Linked DNA regions of Mus musculus: region 2 is linked to region 1. Evidence: chromatin contacts called from public HiChIP or PLAC-seq data. All regions are on one chromosome and are shown on one strand. The core of a region is the stretch at or near the end of the contact, and the rest is flanking DNA. Distances in the headings are between cores, read along the strand shown.

Region 1 (7,501 bases), core at 1,012-3,511:
AATCCCAGCATTCAGGGGCAGAAACAGGTGGATCTCTAAGTCTTTGAGCTTAGCCCAGACTACATAGCAAGTTCCAGCTCCTAAGGCTACGAAGCAAGACCTTGTCTCAGACATACGTTTTTTAAACCTTAAAGAGGAGCAATATTTTAATACGCATTCCAATAGTTCCCAAGTATGCTAATGACCCTAAGTTGCTGGGTTTGGCTTTACGCTGACATATGTTTTGAATTAAATTTTTACTTTCAGTGAAAATGCTTAATTTGAGGATATCTTAAGCAAACTAAGATTTATTTTTGAACTCAATTGGCTTTGCCAAAGATCATTCCAATTTTGGAATCACTAGTCCCCACCATTTTGTCAAAACTGTTTGTGTTTGCTCTATAGGAACCCAAGGACGCACCTTTTCCAGCCCTCGTGCCGGACAAGGTGCTTTTGTTAGAAGTGTCTAGGCTGAAAGAGTTGCCCCAGGCAGAGCATGCTCAAGTCCCGGCTTCAGTACACAGTACAGCAGAAAGACCCACCAAGACTGTCCTGTGAAACAGGCTGAGGCAGGAGGATGGAGAGCTGGAGGCCAGCGTGGGCTACGTAAGACCCCACATTAAACAAAATAAAACAAAAGGAAAGACTATATCAAGTAGTTCCGGAAACTTTGGTAGAATATTCTTGACCTTTTATTTTCCATGTTCGAATGTTGGTGTGTATTTGTGTTTGTATGTATGTAATTACACATGTGGGAGTGTGCACGCATGTGCAGAGCATGTGGAGGTCTGAGGTTGGAATCACCTTTGTCACTCTTCCATCTTAGACAGTCACTACATCTAACCCAGAGCTCACAGAGATAGCTAATTACTCTAGCCAGCTTGCTCAGGGATACCGTCTCCATCTTGCAAGGGTGGAATCACATGGCATTTCTGTGGGCTCTGGGGATCTGAACTGCAGCCCTCACCCTTGCAAAGCAAGCACTTTAAACACTAGGCCATCTCCCCACCCTTCTTGACTTTTAGGCCAGCTCTTTTCACCCTCTGACACATGCGGATGATCCCTAGGGAAGTGTTTCTGGACTGAAGAGTGCCCTAGGAGGTGGGAGATAGAGGTTCAAATCTTGGAGCTTCTACTCATCTTTGGAATGAGTCAGGAATCAGAATTCTGAATTTTAGTCTGAGTGTTCAACTATGCAATGGGAGGAGACGACAGAGACCTTGCAGAGTTTTTGGAATTTAATGAGCGACAATGTAAAAATTTCTACTACTTAAGTATTAGCATGAGATATACTCTGGTTCTTCTGATCCATCCTGACTTTGGCAAATTAGAATATAATTTACCACTAGCTTCCTTAAGACCACATCAAGAGTTTATCATAGAGTTGAAGAATCTATGTCAACAGAAACAAATTGTGCAGCAGCCTCTCTGCACAGCGTGGGATGATAAAACAAAACACCTTCAGACAACAGATGGATAGATGGGTTCCGATTCCTTGCTGCTACTGCTATAAAAAAGCTTGCCTTCCATTCTTCTTCTTCTTTTTTTTTTTTTTTTTTTTTTTTTTTTTCTGTTTTCTTGAGACAGGGTTTCTCTGTGTAGCCCTGGCTGTTCCACTCTGTAGACCAGGCTGGCCTCCAACTCAGAGATCTGCCTGTTTCTGCCTGAGTGCTGGGAATAAAGATGTGTGCCTCCACTACCTGCCTTGCCTTCCATTAACTCATGGAACAAATACTTATGGAACATCTGCTACGGACCAGGATGCATTCTAACCCTGGAGGAAATACTTATTAAACAAAGGAAGCAGTCCGTGCTCCTGACAGAGGGCTACACTCTGCAGCATTAATGACAAAGCGGGCACAAGGGGGAAGGACGTAGAACACTCAAGCAAAAGGCTATGTTGGCATGGGCCTGTTACACAAACACACAGAGGGGGGAGGAGGAAGGGAGAGAGAGAGGGAGAACACATGTTCTGTAATTCCATTCATATGAGATTCCTAGAATAGTCAAGACGCTGCTGAGACAAAGAGTCAAAAAGGTGCTGGAATAGGAAGTGAAAGCTTAGAATTTTCAAAACTTAATGTAATAAGGGTTCTCAAATGCTTCAACTCTCCTTCTAGCCCACAGTCCAAAGGTAGGGGAGAAAAGATGGTAAATAGGACAAGGGGATGTGGAGCTATTTAGAAGTGGTTCTTTGTGAATGTCATCTCCTTTTGTCAGGATACCGGCAGTTCAGTTCAAGAGTCACCAAACCCAAATCAGCAATGGCAGCATGATTCAGCATGATTCAGCAGAAACCACCTGGCCTCCAGCTGCAGTGCTAGTTCTCTGCCAGACCTTTCTCAACGAAGTGAAGATCAGCAAAGAGGAGAAACCAAGGAAGAGCTGCATAGATCACTATGCACGCTCCCCCCCCCCCCCCCCCCGTCACTGTCTGTAGGGCCCTACTTATACTCTCTCCAAATGTCACTTGTTTTTCCGTGGGTCTTGCCTCAGCAAAACATCACGAGTCTGTATCATATGACATAATCAGAAAAAAATATATATATACATATATATGTATATGTAAGTGTGTATATATATATCCACATACATATATATATACATATATATATATATGCAAAGGATATCAAGATTGTTATAGTTCTGGAGAGTGCTTACAGGACACTGTGAATGCACGCAATACTACTAAACACCATATATATGTTATATATCCACAGACAAACATATATACTACAGACCATATATATGTTATTTATACACATACAAACATATATACTAAACACCAAATATGTGCTCTGGCTCTGAGCTATATTCCCACATATTTCCAGCCCCAAAACTGTGCATTGGTTTGGTTTGTTCTTTGAGACAGGGGGTTTGTCTGTCTGTTTGTTTGTTTTAAAATGGTTTATTTATTATTTTGTGCATTGGTGTTTTGCCTGTATGTTTATCTGTCTGAGAGTGCTAAATTCCTGGAACCAGCATTACAGACAGTTGTGAGCTGCCAAAGAATTGAACCTGGGTGCTGGGAATTAAACCTGGGTCCTCTGGAAGAGCAGCTAGTGCTCTTAAGCCATCTCTCCAGACCCAGATTGATTTTTTTTTTTATTAATGTGTTGTCTTTTGCCTGAGTGAGTGTGTGTGTGTGTGTGTGTGTGTGTGTGTGCATGTGTGTGCCATGTGTGAGCCTGATTCCAATGGAGGTCAGAAAAGAGCAGTGGGTACTCTGAAACTAAGAATCACAGATTGTTATGAATCACCACGTGGTGCTGGAAATTGAACCTGGGTCCTTTGCAAGATCAACAACTGCTTTAATCTCTGAGCCATCTCTCCAGACCAGACCCAGGGTCTTAACACTGCAGCCTACATTGGCCTGGGACTCAGTATGGCGTCTAGATTAGTCTCAAACTTGTGGCAATCCTCTTGCCTCTGGTTCCTGAATGCCTAGGCTACAGGTATGAACCATGCCTGATTAAACATCACATTTGTTTAGATTTATTTATTTTATGTATATGAATGTATCATTTGCATTTATGTATGTGTGTCATATACAAGCCTGGTGCCAACTGAGGTCAGATGAAGGCATCAGATTCTCTGTAACTGCAGTTATGGATAGTGGTGTGTCATCATGTGGATGCTGGGAATTGAACCCAGGTCCTCTGCAAGGACAGCAAATGTCTTTTAACTGTCACACTATCTCTCCAGCTGTGAGTTGTATTTTCTAAAAAGGTTACAATAGTACATTTTATGTTGTATTTATTTTACCACAATTGAAAACAAAGAAGACCGGATGGCCTTCCTCCTCACATATATGTAATTACATATATACACATAAAATAATCTCTTTACTTCTTTTATGTCTGTATGTGTGTGGGTGTGTGTGTGGGGGGGGGGGGTGCCACAGTATGAAAGTGGAGCATCTCTCCACCCTGTGGGCTCTGAGGATTGAACTCAAATCGCCAAGCTTGGTGGCAAGTGCTTTAATCTGCTGAGCCATTTTTCCAGCCCCAGCTTTCTATAATTGCACAACCTAACTTTTATACTGTGACAGTAGCTGGCTTGTTGCACTTAGGAACGTGTAACAAGTCTACTCCACTGTGGCTTGGGGCCTAGTCTCACGCCTTCTCAGAAAGTAATGAATTAAATCGTAAGAAAGGAGGGCACATTATCTAATCTTCCTTTTCTTCAAAGCTTGAATTGTGATTATCAAGGTGTCTAGTGGTATATACAAAATGTGACTAAGGTACACAGTGGAATTAGCTAACCAAACAACAAAAGGCAAACCCAGGCAGCACTCGTCACCCATCAGGCTAGGCCAAAGCAAACAGAGGTATTTTGCACTGTGAGTTAAAGGTTAATAAGCAGACTTTGCCAGCTCAAGAGTGGCAGAGAAACGTGGAAACAATCCATCTCAAAGTCAAGCCACCAGCTAGGCCTCGGATAAGATCAGTAAGTCTATGCCTGCAAGGAGACTGGACAAAACCAGCTAGCTGGCTCTGGGTGTTAGAAAACAGTATTTTATTATCAGGTCAGTTTGGGGTAAACAAGCTCGATTCCAGGATCTAATCAGCAGGTAACTATGAGTGTTTTTGCTGGGTAACTAGATGGTCTGTGGGGATGTAATCTGGGCTACCATTCGGGGACAGAAGGAAAGACAAGGTGCTGGGTTTTTCACTTCATAATACCTCCACCATCATCACAGTTAAAATTAAAATGCTTTCACTGGAAACTCTGGTTCTCTGTGTGTGTGTGTGTGTGTGTGTGTGTGTGTGTGTGTGTGTGTGTGTTGCTGTTCTGTATACTGTATGTACACCTGTGTGCACAGGCATTTGCCAGAGAAGAACTTTGGTTGTCACTTTGGTTGTCACTCTCCTCCTTACTTCCTTGAGACAGGGTCTCACTGAACCCGGAGCTTGTTGGCATAAGTCATCCCCCTTCCCAGCACTAGACTTACAGGCACTCAGGGTGTGACCACACTTGACTTTTTTTTTTTTAATTCTTATTATAAACTGGTCGAAGTGGCACATACCTTTAGTCCTAGCACTCAGGAGGCAGAGGCAGGCAGATCTCTGTGAGTTTAAAGCCAGCCTGGTCTACAGAGAGAGTTCCAGGACAGCCAGGGCTACACAGAGAAACCCTGTCTCGAAAAAAAAAAAACAAATTTTATGTGTTTTTGTAATTTATCTATTTATGTGTTTGTACCTAAGAAGCTCAAATAGGTATCAGATGTTCTGGAGTTGGAGATACAGGTAGCTGTGGCCTGTCTGATGTGGACGCTAGGACTTAAATTCAGGTTCTGTCTCTAAGAACAATTTAAACTCTTAACTACTGAGCCATCTCTCCACATGCAACTCAGTAGATGGGCTCTCATGCTTGGTCAGCAAGTACTCTTACCCGTCGAGCTACTTGCTAGCCTAGCATTTACTATTTGATGGGTAAGCAGCCATCTCCTAGGTACCTTCCACTCTCATGCCTCTGCCCAACCTGTCCACTGGGTGCTGCCATCTTCTCTTAAAAAGCTGCATCCTGTTCCATGACTTTGTCCAACTTGGCCAATCACATTATCCCTAACTTGTGCACCATGACTGGGTCTTGACTGGAGTGTGATCTCAAATGGACCTATGAGAATGCATAAAACTTAGAAAGGACCCGAGTGATGTGCCCAGCACCACAGGAAATGAATGAACGAATGAATGCACAGGTAAAATGGGCCAATGAAAACATTTCTCTGAGGTTGTTACAGTGAACACTCCCAGCCTGTTTAGACAATGGGGAAACTTCTCTTTCTTTTCTTTCATTGGGTAATGTGTTACTTTTGATTATTCAGTTTAAGGCTTCCTATACACAAGTATTCTACCACCTCTACAGCTGCAATCCAATTCCTCCTTTGTCTATGTAAAACTAGAATATGTGACCCTTGCAGCTGCTGGGAACAGGGACATCGGGCTTATGGAGAAAACATAATTGTCTCTCACAGCTGACACTAACTCCAACTCAGGGAGGGGCAGAAGGAAGGAGCTGGTTCTGGGCAGTTCTAGCACCTGGCCTATGATTGTCTACATCCATCTTCTTCTTATTATTATTATTTTAAAGGACCTGAAGATGTAAAATGCTCATATTGAAATCCCGAAGCCCTGGGCTCTGTCCCTATCACGTAATAAAACCGGCTGTTGTAGTGTGTACACACTCCTAGAAGATCACTCAGAAGAGGGAGGCATCCTCAGCCAGCCTGGGCTATATATCACCCAGTCTCAAAAGTAACTTTAAAATCTGGAGGGCTGGGGAGATGGTTCAGTAGGTAAGGCCCTTGGCATACCAAAGTGAGAACCAGAGTTCAGATACCCCAGTACTCACCGTGGCCCACTGGAATCCCAGCTAACCAAAGGCAGAGACAGGAGATTCCCAGGGCAAGCTGGTAGCAAGAATAGCTGGGTCTGTGCTCTCTGGCTAGTTAATCTCTAATCAAATGATAGGCCCAGCCTCAATATATAAGACGAGGACTGACGAAGAAAGGTACTCAACACCAACTTCTAGCCTCCACATCCATATGCACACATGTATACATGAGAGCATGCATACACACACACATACAACATATAGACATACATATTCAGAAACTTTTTTTTTTTTAATTTGGCTGAGCATGCTATCCATGCCTGTGATCCCATTGCTTGGGAGGAAGAGGCAGGAGGCGTGAATTAGAAGTTAGCCTAGGCTATTATACTGAGGCCCAGTCACAGAAAGTAGAAGGAAGGCTGGGGCTGTAACTCAGTGCCAGAGAGCTTCTATAAATAGGTCCTGGTCTTGATCCTTAGCAATGAAAGACAGACAGACAGACAGAGAATAAAGCCAGGAATGTTTGTGATATTATTTTTAAAAATAGTCAGATGTGGTGGTATGTGAATATTTTTCATCCCAGTTCTCAGAAGGCAGAGGCTGGACTGGCCTACATAGAGAACTGGAGGCCAGCTAGGGCCACATAGTGAAACCCTGTCAAAAAATTCTTCTTCTTCTTCTTCTTTATTCTCCAACTTTTTTTAGAAAAACTTTTATTATATGTGTGTGTTGGCCCAAAATATTCTCTAATTTTCAACCAAAATACCTTTTTTTTTTAAAAAAGTAATATTGGGAACTGAATTTAATTAAGCCTTCATACAGGCTAGTAAGTATGTTGTTGAGACCCAGCAAGATGGCTCTGCTGGTAAAGATACTTGCCATGCTGGCCTGATGACTTGAGATCGAGTTCCTGAACACAGGGTGGTAGGAGAGGAGGGACTCCTGCAAGTTGCATACACCACACACACACACACACACACACACACACACACACCCTGTATGTGAGCCTGTAACAGATAAAATATAAAAATGTTTTTAAACTCTATTTTTGTAACTATGTAACTTAGATTCCCTGTCCCCACCCTTGGCGCTGGGGACTGATTCTAGGACTTCATGCATGGTGGCAAACATGTTACACGTCCTGGAACTCTGTGGGTTCAGAAAGAGAAGAGCAGGTGAGTCAATA
Region 2 (6,678 bases), core at 2,337-4,836, 240 kb after region 1:
GGACCCAGGTTCAATTCCCAGCATCCACATGGCAACTCAGATCTGTTTGCAACTCAAGTTCCAGAGGGATTTTATGCCCCCTTCTGTCCCCCACAAGTGCTACATGCACATGGTACACAGCCGTACGTGCCACTAGAACACCAACCCCCCACACCCCAAAAAAAGTGAAAATAAGAGGGGACTGGAGGGTGGATAGATTAGTTGGTAAGGTGCTTGCTGGGCAAGCAAGGATCCGAGTGCAGGTTCCCAGCACTCAGACAGCCCAGTGTGACGATGGATACCTTAACCCAGGGCAGGAGAAGCAGAGAGGAGGCTCTTGGGACTCTGGCCAGCTGACATAGCTGAGTCAGTGGCAGCACTTTGAGTGGGGAGCCTGTCTCAGACATGTAAGTTAAAGAGCCCATGTCAACACGGGCACACGCACATACACATGTGCATGCATGCATGCGTGCAAGAACAAACAACATGCCAGGTCCTTCAGTAGTGTCAAGGCCAAAAGTAAAAGATAAAGAAAAAAAAAACTAGACTAATCCAGTTTTTGGTTTTTTGTTTTTTTGGGGTTTTTTTGAGAGCAAAATTGGTTCTGATGCAAACAAGTCCACAGAGAGGCTAATTTAAGTTCCTTGTCTAGGATACTCTTGCTCGTTCGTTCTGTGTTCTGTAACAGAATACCATTGACTGGGTAATTTTTGTAATAAACAGTTATTAGCTCTTGGAGGCTCGAAGTCCAAAATGAAGGAAACCAAGTTGAGTGAGGGCTCTTTTACCAGATCAAATGTGGCGGGAGCCTTCAGGTGCTCACATAGAGCACTGTTGTCAGACTTTTATTTTTGTTACAATGGGGCTAAATCCGTGTGTGAGTGTGGAGTCTTCCCTTTCCCATCCTTACATGCCACCTCAAACACTTTTTCCTTTTGGGACTGCTTCCTACTGGGGACACTGTCAGACTTAGCACGTAGCCCTGCCATTAAGCTGTGTGATTGAAGTGGAGATGACCCACCACCTTTTAAAAAGTGTTCTTTGTCCCTGAAAACATCCCGATGAAGCTGTGTGGGCAGCCCTTTGAATGGGGTGGGGGTGGGGTTCTTGGATTTGGGGTGTGAACCATCAGGTCTCTGCGTTCTTACGGCTGGTGTTCGCTTGCTTGTTTTAGAACTAGATAGAAAAGGGCAACTTAGATGCCACATTTTAAATGCCCTTACGTTCAGGAAAGCTAGGAATGCTTATTTTACAGTGATGGATGCATTATTTTAGTCACATTACTTGAAAGCTGACTTATTGAGAGCCTGTGAGGAATAAGTAAGTGGCAGCAGGTTTCCAGAGACTTCAGCCCTCAGCCAACAGGCATAAATTATTCCTCCTTACAATAGAATTTGAAGCTTCCTCTTGTCAGTAGTGCACTGGGTCACATGTCAGATGCCTTGTGTTCTGTCACCTCCAGCCTTTGGTCAAGTAGGCACATGCTTCAAGGATCTCCCTCTCCCTCTCCCTCTCCCTCTCCCTCTCCCTCTCCCTCTCCCTCTCCCTCTCCCTCTCCCTCTCCCTCTCCCTCTCCCCCCCCTCATTCTCTTGGCTTTAGTTTTGCCTTTGTTAAAAATTTTGGTGGGAAATGCAGAGCTTGGAATCTGTTTTCATCTAGAAGTGTAGATTCTGATGTGGTTCTTGGGGAAGGTGCCATGGCATGTCAATTCTTTTAGGCATTAATGGGGCAGAGTCTGTATTTTTAGTTAGGTGTCATGTCTTAAAGCTTCCTAACTCTTTCAGTCTCTCCCCCTTCCCTTTTTGTGTTACAGGTTGTTACTGTGCAGTCTAGGTTAGCCTCTGAGTCTTAGTCTTTCTGCCTTGGTGCCTGGGCACTGGGATTGCAGATGTTCACCACTGGGATTGCAGGAGTGTACCACACCTAATATATTAGTTACTTTACCTAATGCTGCAACCAAGTACCTGAGCAGGGGCTTTATCTCTGCTTACAGCTCCAGGGGACAAGATCCTGGAGGGGAAGGTAGCGCTTCAGTACCCTAAGGCTGCTGACAGAGTGCCCCACAGTCAGTACCCTAAGGCTGCTGACAGAGTGCCCCACAGTCAGGAAGTGGAGAGCAGGGGTTAGTGGTGCTCCCCTTCTGTCCCCATTTTCTTTAATCCAGGACTCCTTCCCACAGAGTGACACTGTCCACAGTCCTGGGGTGGCTCTTTCAGCCACAGTTAAACTTGTCTCCCAGGAGTTCTAGATCCTGTCAAGTTGACAAATGTTGTTAGCCATTACACCCAGCTTCTCGCTCTCTTTTTAAGTTAAAGACTTTTCACAAAATATATGTCATGCATATCTCCTGTGGCCCCAACTTCTGTTCTGTGCTATGTAATGTTTAAACATCTTCACCTTCTTGTTTTAATCCCTAACACTAAAAGGAAAAACAAGAGCAAAATGATCATAAATTCATAAATTACATTTGACTACTTATTCTGTGGGTCTTTGGTGAAGGCCTGGTTTATTCCCTTACCATAGTCATAAACAAACAGGCACTCACGCTGACCACAGGCACCAGTGTGACTTACCAAAGTGACTGTGGTAGGGGCTTCCTTCCAATAACCTGTGAAAATGCCAATTATGACATTTAGGGCTCTTAAGGTTTTAGAGTTATTGGCCTTTAGAACATGGAGAGCCATAAGAAAATGATCTGGTCTCTCAGCAGTGATTTGGAGCCTGAATGAGGCGAGGACCAGCTGTAGCTCTCTGTGTCCCCTGCCTTCAGCAGAGCTAGCGTTTGCTGTGAGAAAGTTTCTGCTGGGCCAGAGGGAGAAAGGAGCCATCCTAGAGCGTTAATGTTGAATGTTGTTGCTGGCAAGAGAATGCGAGTGCTGGGTTTGAACTTACTGAAGTACCTTCTAAGAGGACCGAGTAGTGTGGTGGGAAGGCCAGCTGTTCTCACAGCGCCTGCTGTTTCATTACTCACTCTTCCCACCATCTGAAAAATAGTCAGTTTCACATGAAATTAAACTTCTGTGGTAGACCATTCCGTAGGCGGCACTGTCACTGGAAATCAAACAGCAAACCTCCCCTCAGCTCAGTTACGCCAAGGAAAGTCCTACTCACTCTTGGAAGTCCACGGCTAAAGCAGAGCCACTTAATGTTCCTAATTCACACATCTTGCTCAACTCACAACATTTCCATGAGTGGCTCTGAGCAGCGGGCCAACTTCCTCTACTTCTATAATATGTGAGTCTTCATGGCTTAGCTCCTAGGGCCTCACAGAAGATTAACCATTGACTCGCTGTACGTTGTCAGGAGAAACCTAGCTTCACGGGAACCTCCCGAAATGGCTAGGATGGCCCAAGTTTTCCGGACTGGAAAGTCTGGCACCGAATCCACAGACGTTAGCAGCCTTGATTAATGCCTCAGTTCGGGCTATTAGGTGTGGGAGAACCACAGCTGCCTATGCACTAAGATAGCTCAGAGTCTGCATCTTACAGACAAGACCCAGCAAACAACCACAGTCCATGATGAAATGTTAGACAGCTTATATTGTGTTCTTCCTCTTCTTATGACTGTGAAGGAGGAGCCCAGGGTAGTGATACAGGGACAGGTCTGGCCTGTCCCTCAGGAGCTGGGCTTGGAAGTGCTGCTACACCACCATCTGCTGGTCAGGCACACTGCAGCTTTGTGGTTGGTTGGTTGTTTTGTTTTGTTTTGCTTTAAAACCTGAACAGTATTATCTCCAAATTCTAGAAAATATTGCAAAAGTCTAGAAGTATGGGAAATTTGAGAGGAGTCCCTTTTCACAAGTCAGAGGCCTAAACAAACAGAGGCACTATGGCATTTGCCTTGACAAAATTTAGTAGTAACATCATTTCAAAAGCAGTGCATTAGCAGTTATTTCAGTTGACGTTTGATAACAAGATTTTAAAAATAGATGACTCTGTGTGTGTGTGTGTGTGTGTGTGTGTGTGTGTGTGTGTGTGTGTGTCTGAGGATTGCATGCAGGCTAAGCAGGCTTTTCCCCTAGCCCTCCTTTCCCTTCTGTTAGAGACAAGCAGGCCTTGAACTTCTTGATCCTCTGATATCAGCCCCGAGTCACTGGAATTCTAGAGCCTAGCCACTAGGCCTGCTTCTCTGGTCCTGCTTAGGTTTAGGGTCTTAACAAACTGTAAAATAAGGGCTCTTTTAGGACAGTGAAGTAACATTTTCCACCATGTGAAATTTTTTCCAGTTTTGCACAACTTAGGGAAATTACATTGTTTTATAGAGATTTTGAGGGAAAAAAAAAAGGATTCTTCTTAAGAAAGAGACTGATACAGTTTGAGTGGGTCTAAAATTTCCATGCATTTAGAAATCTAGTGGAAACACCAGGTTAATGAGCCATCTTGAATACAGTAGTTATTATCCATGACTAAAGACAAACCATGGAAAGACAAACCATAGTGCCTCTGTTTGTTTAGGCCTCTGACTAACCTCTGAGCGTTGCTGGGCTCCCCACCCCCAACCCCGCGAGTGCTGAGAACCCAGTGCTATTTTTAAAATAGCTGAATGTCATCCCAGCTTCATGCATGTTCTCCTAAGTGCCTGACAACATGACTGATTGTCTTTTAGACAAATGATTGTTTAGACCCAAACTCAGTCAAGTCTTTTCTTTCTTAAAGTTATGTGGTTAACTAATGACAAACGGAGAAATATCTCAGGTTGCTTGGGGAGCGCTAGTTCTAAAGCTTAGAGACACAGGGGAAGGGGATTGCTTTTTGTCTTTTCTTTCAGGTTTCAGTGATGTGTTAAATCTCTGATACATGCAAATAGGAGACTTTCTCTTTGCAGCTCTGCCTCTACTGACATGCAACTAAATAATGACAGCAGATACTATGAAGTCCTGGCATGAAGCTCATGAATTTTGAGCCAGTTACTCCAACAAACGGGCTACAGCCCCAAATGGACTCCATTAACAAAGCAGGATGTCTCCAGTGTGGTGCAAAACTTTGATCTTCATTAGAGAGATGGTTATTTTCTTTGAGCCCAGCTGATGAACTCAGCAGCCAAAAGCTGTTTGTTGCTTAAATGCTGATAAAAATAAATAAAGGCTTCATTCTAGAGAGGGCCCTTTGACAGAGTTTTCTTATTTTTCTTGGCTTTGGCTGATGGCTTCCCCCACCTGCCCAGGGCAAACTAGCTTGTAATAGAGCGAGCCCCTCAAGTCAGACCAACTGTTTGCACCAGCACCCACGTAGCAAATGTGTGCACAGGACTCCCAATCTCTGTGGGCGAAATCATGGCTTCCTGGCAGGTCAGTATGAAAAAGGTGTGCAAAGAACTTCCTATCACTTAGAATGTAGCCAAGCATGGAAGATGCTTGCTGTGCTCAGTGTGAGCAGTGTCCTCATTCTCTAGCCTTGCTCCTCTGTGTCCAAACTCATGACTCCCATGACCTCAGGCAGTAGTGAGACTTTTCTACCTGCTGTTGCCTGACCAGACGTCTCTGTCTCAGTGCTTTCCTGATGGAACCATCGCTTTTCCATGTGATTTTTCAATTCCTGTGTCTTGACTAGGTTGACAGCATTCTTCATTTTCTTTCCAGCATAGTTTCATTCAAAACAAAGGGGAAAGAATACCTATTCGGCTAATGTGGTGAAACTAACTGATTTGTAATGGCTGATAACTGTCGTCCAGGTGTATCTTAGACACGGATCTTGGCTCTGGTGTTAAGGAGGCCAGAACTGTTTGCCTGTAACTGTGGTCCTTGTGGATGACGCTGGTCAGCCATTAATTTGGAGGAAGCATGTTGTATTAGGAGTCTGTACCATGGAGAGATTCCAGCAAAAATCATTTACAAATTTTTGCTTATGGCCTGTCTCTCCAAGATGTCTTAAGCATTTCCTTATGCCATTAATAGAAGACATGGGACAAAAGACAAGGCAACCAGCTTTTCAACCTAGTGACCTTCTGGTTAAAAACAGTGGATATATGAGCTTTTCCGCTGATAATATTTTTCTAAACCTTTCTCAGCTTACTTTATTGACTGGATCTTTTGATGTGGCTGTCTGTAATTAAGGTGTATTTCTAGTGTATCTGAATCTTTTGTTCTCAGTATTGTGTATTATATGTTAAGGTGTTAGTACTTACATGAAAATTTATTTGTGGTTAAGAAAAAGTAGCTTTAACAGTGAGATTTCTTTGTTTTACTTGCTCAACCAGTGGGATTTTCCCCACGGTAGACTCTGTGGTTTTGTAGCTCTTAAAACACACCAGCATTCTCCAAGGAAGAAGCAGGGTTTTACATCTTTTATTATACTCGTGTATACTGAGAGGCCTTTTTTAAAAAAACAGAAACATATGTTTAGTGAGTTCGTATTTCTTAAAATCCACATGGCTCTTCAGACTGGAATCTGTTGACACAGGACTCCCATTTGAACAGCAGGGTGAAGGCTTCAGGACAGAAGTGATGGAGTGATTAGCCAGAGGCTAATAGAATCCTGGGAAGAATGGCAGATTGTATATGGGAAGAAATACAATCTCACGCTCATTGTAGCTTTTTTACAATTAAAGATCAAAAAAAATAGAAAATTACTGGAAGCGATGGATGTCTGAAACTTTAGAGATGCAGATGGTGTTGGATGAGTCCCAGCCGAAGGCCCGATGCTCAGATGATAAAAGTGTTGGGTCGGAAGTCGTTCTGCGGGCCTTGTTCTGTTGCATCC

Evidence for each region. HiChIP or PLAC-seq counts read pairs in DNA pulled down with a chosen protein or histone mark.
Region 2: a FOXA1 HiChIP or PLAC-seq map of pancreatic cancer cells shows a contact between it and region 1. The contact joins two enhancer-like sites. A contact is called at or near these places in 4 of 39 promoter capture datasets (frontonasal cranial neural crest, hematopoietic stem and progenitor cells, hippocampal neurons and 1 more), 1 of 15 datasets of contacts at CTCF or cohesin (the NIH/3T3 cell line), 1 of 115 datasets of contacts at active chromatin or transcription factors (pancreatic cancer cells) and 3 of 9 other capture datasets (adipose tissue, liver and pancreatic islet).

What each region holds. Positions count from the first base shown.
Region 1 is chr12:73,086,825-73,094,325 of GRCm38.p6, forward strand. No RefSeq gene overlaps it. Among named protein-coding and RNA genes, the nearest start is that of Six4, 23 kb to the right of the region's middle. Within about 2 kb of position 2,262, at least 40 of the 459 cell types and tissues checked have an H3K27ac peak or open chromatin away from gene starts, as enhancers often do. A contact at or near this core is called in the NIH/3T3 cell line and pancreatic cancer cells, where this site is marked.
Region 2 is chr12:73,321,350-73,328,027 of GRCm38.p6, forward strand. The region is part of intron 5 of Slc38a6 (solute carrier family 38, member 6); the gene reads left to right. Among named protein-coding and RNA genes, the nearest start is that of Slc38a6, 38 kb to the left of the region's middle. Within about 2 kb of position 3,587, at least 95 of the 459 cell types and tissues checked have an H3K27ac peak or open chromatin away from gene starts, as enhancers often do. A contact at or near this core is called in the NIH/3T3 cell line and pancreatic cancer cells, where this site is marked.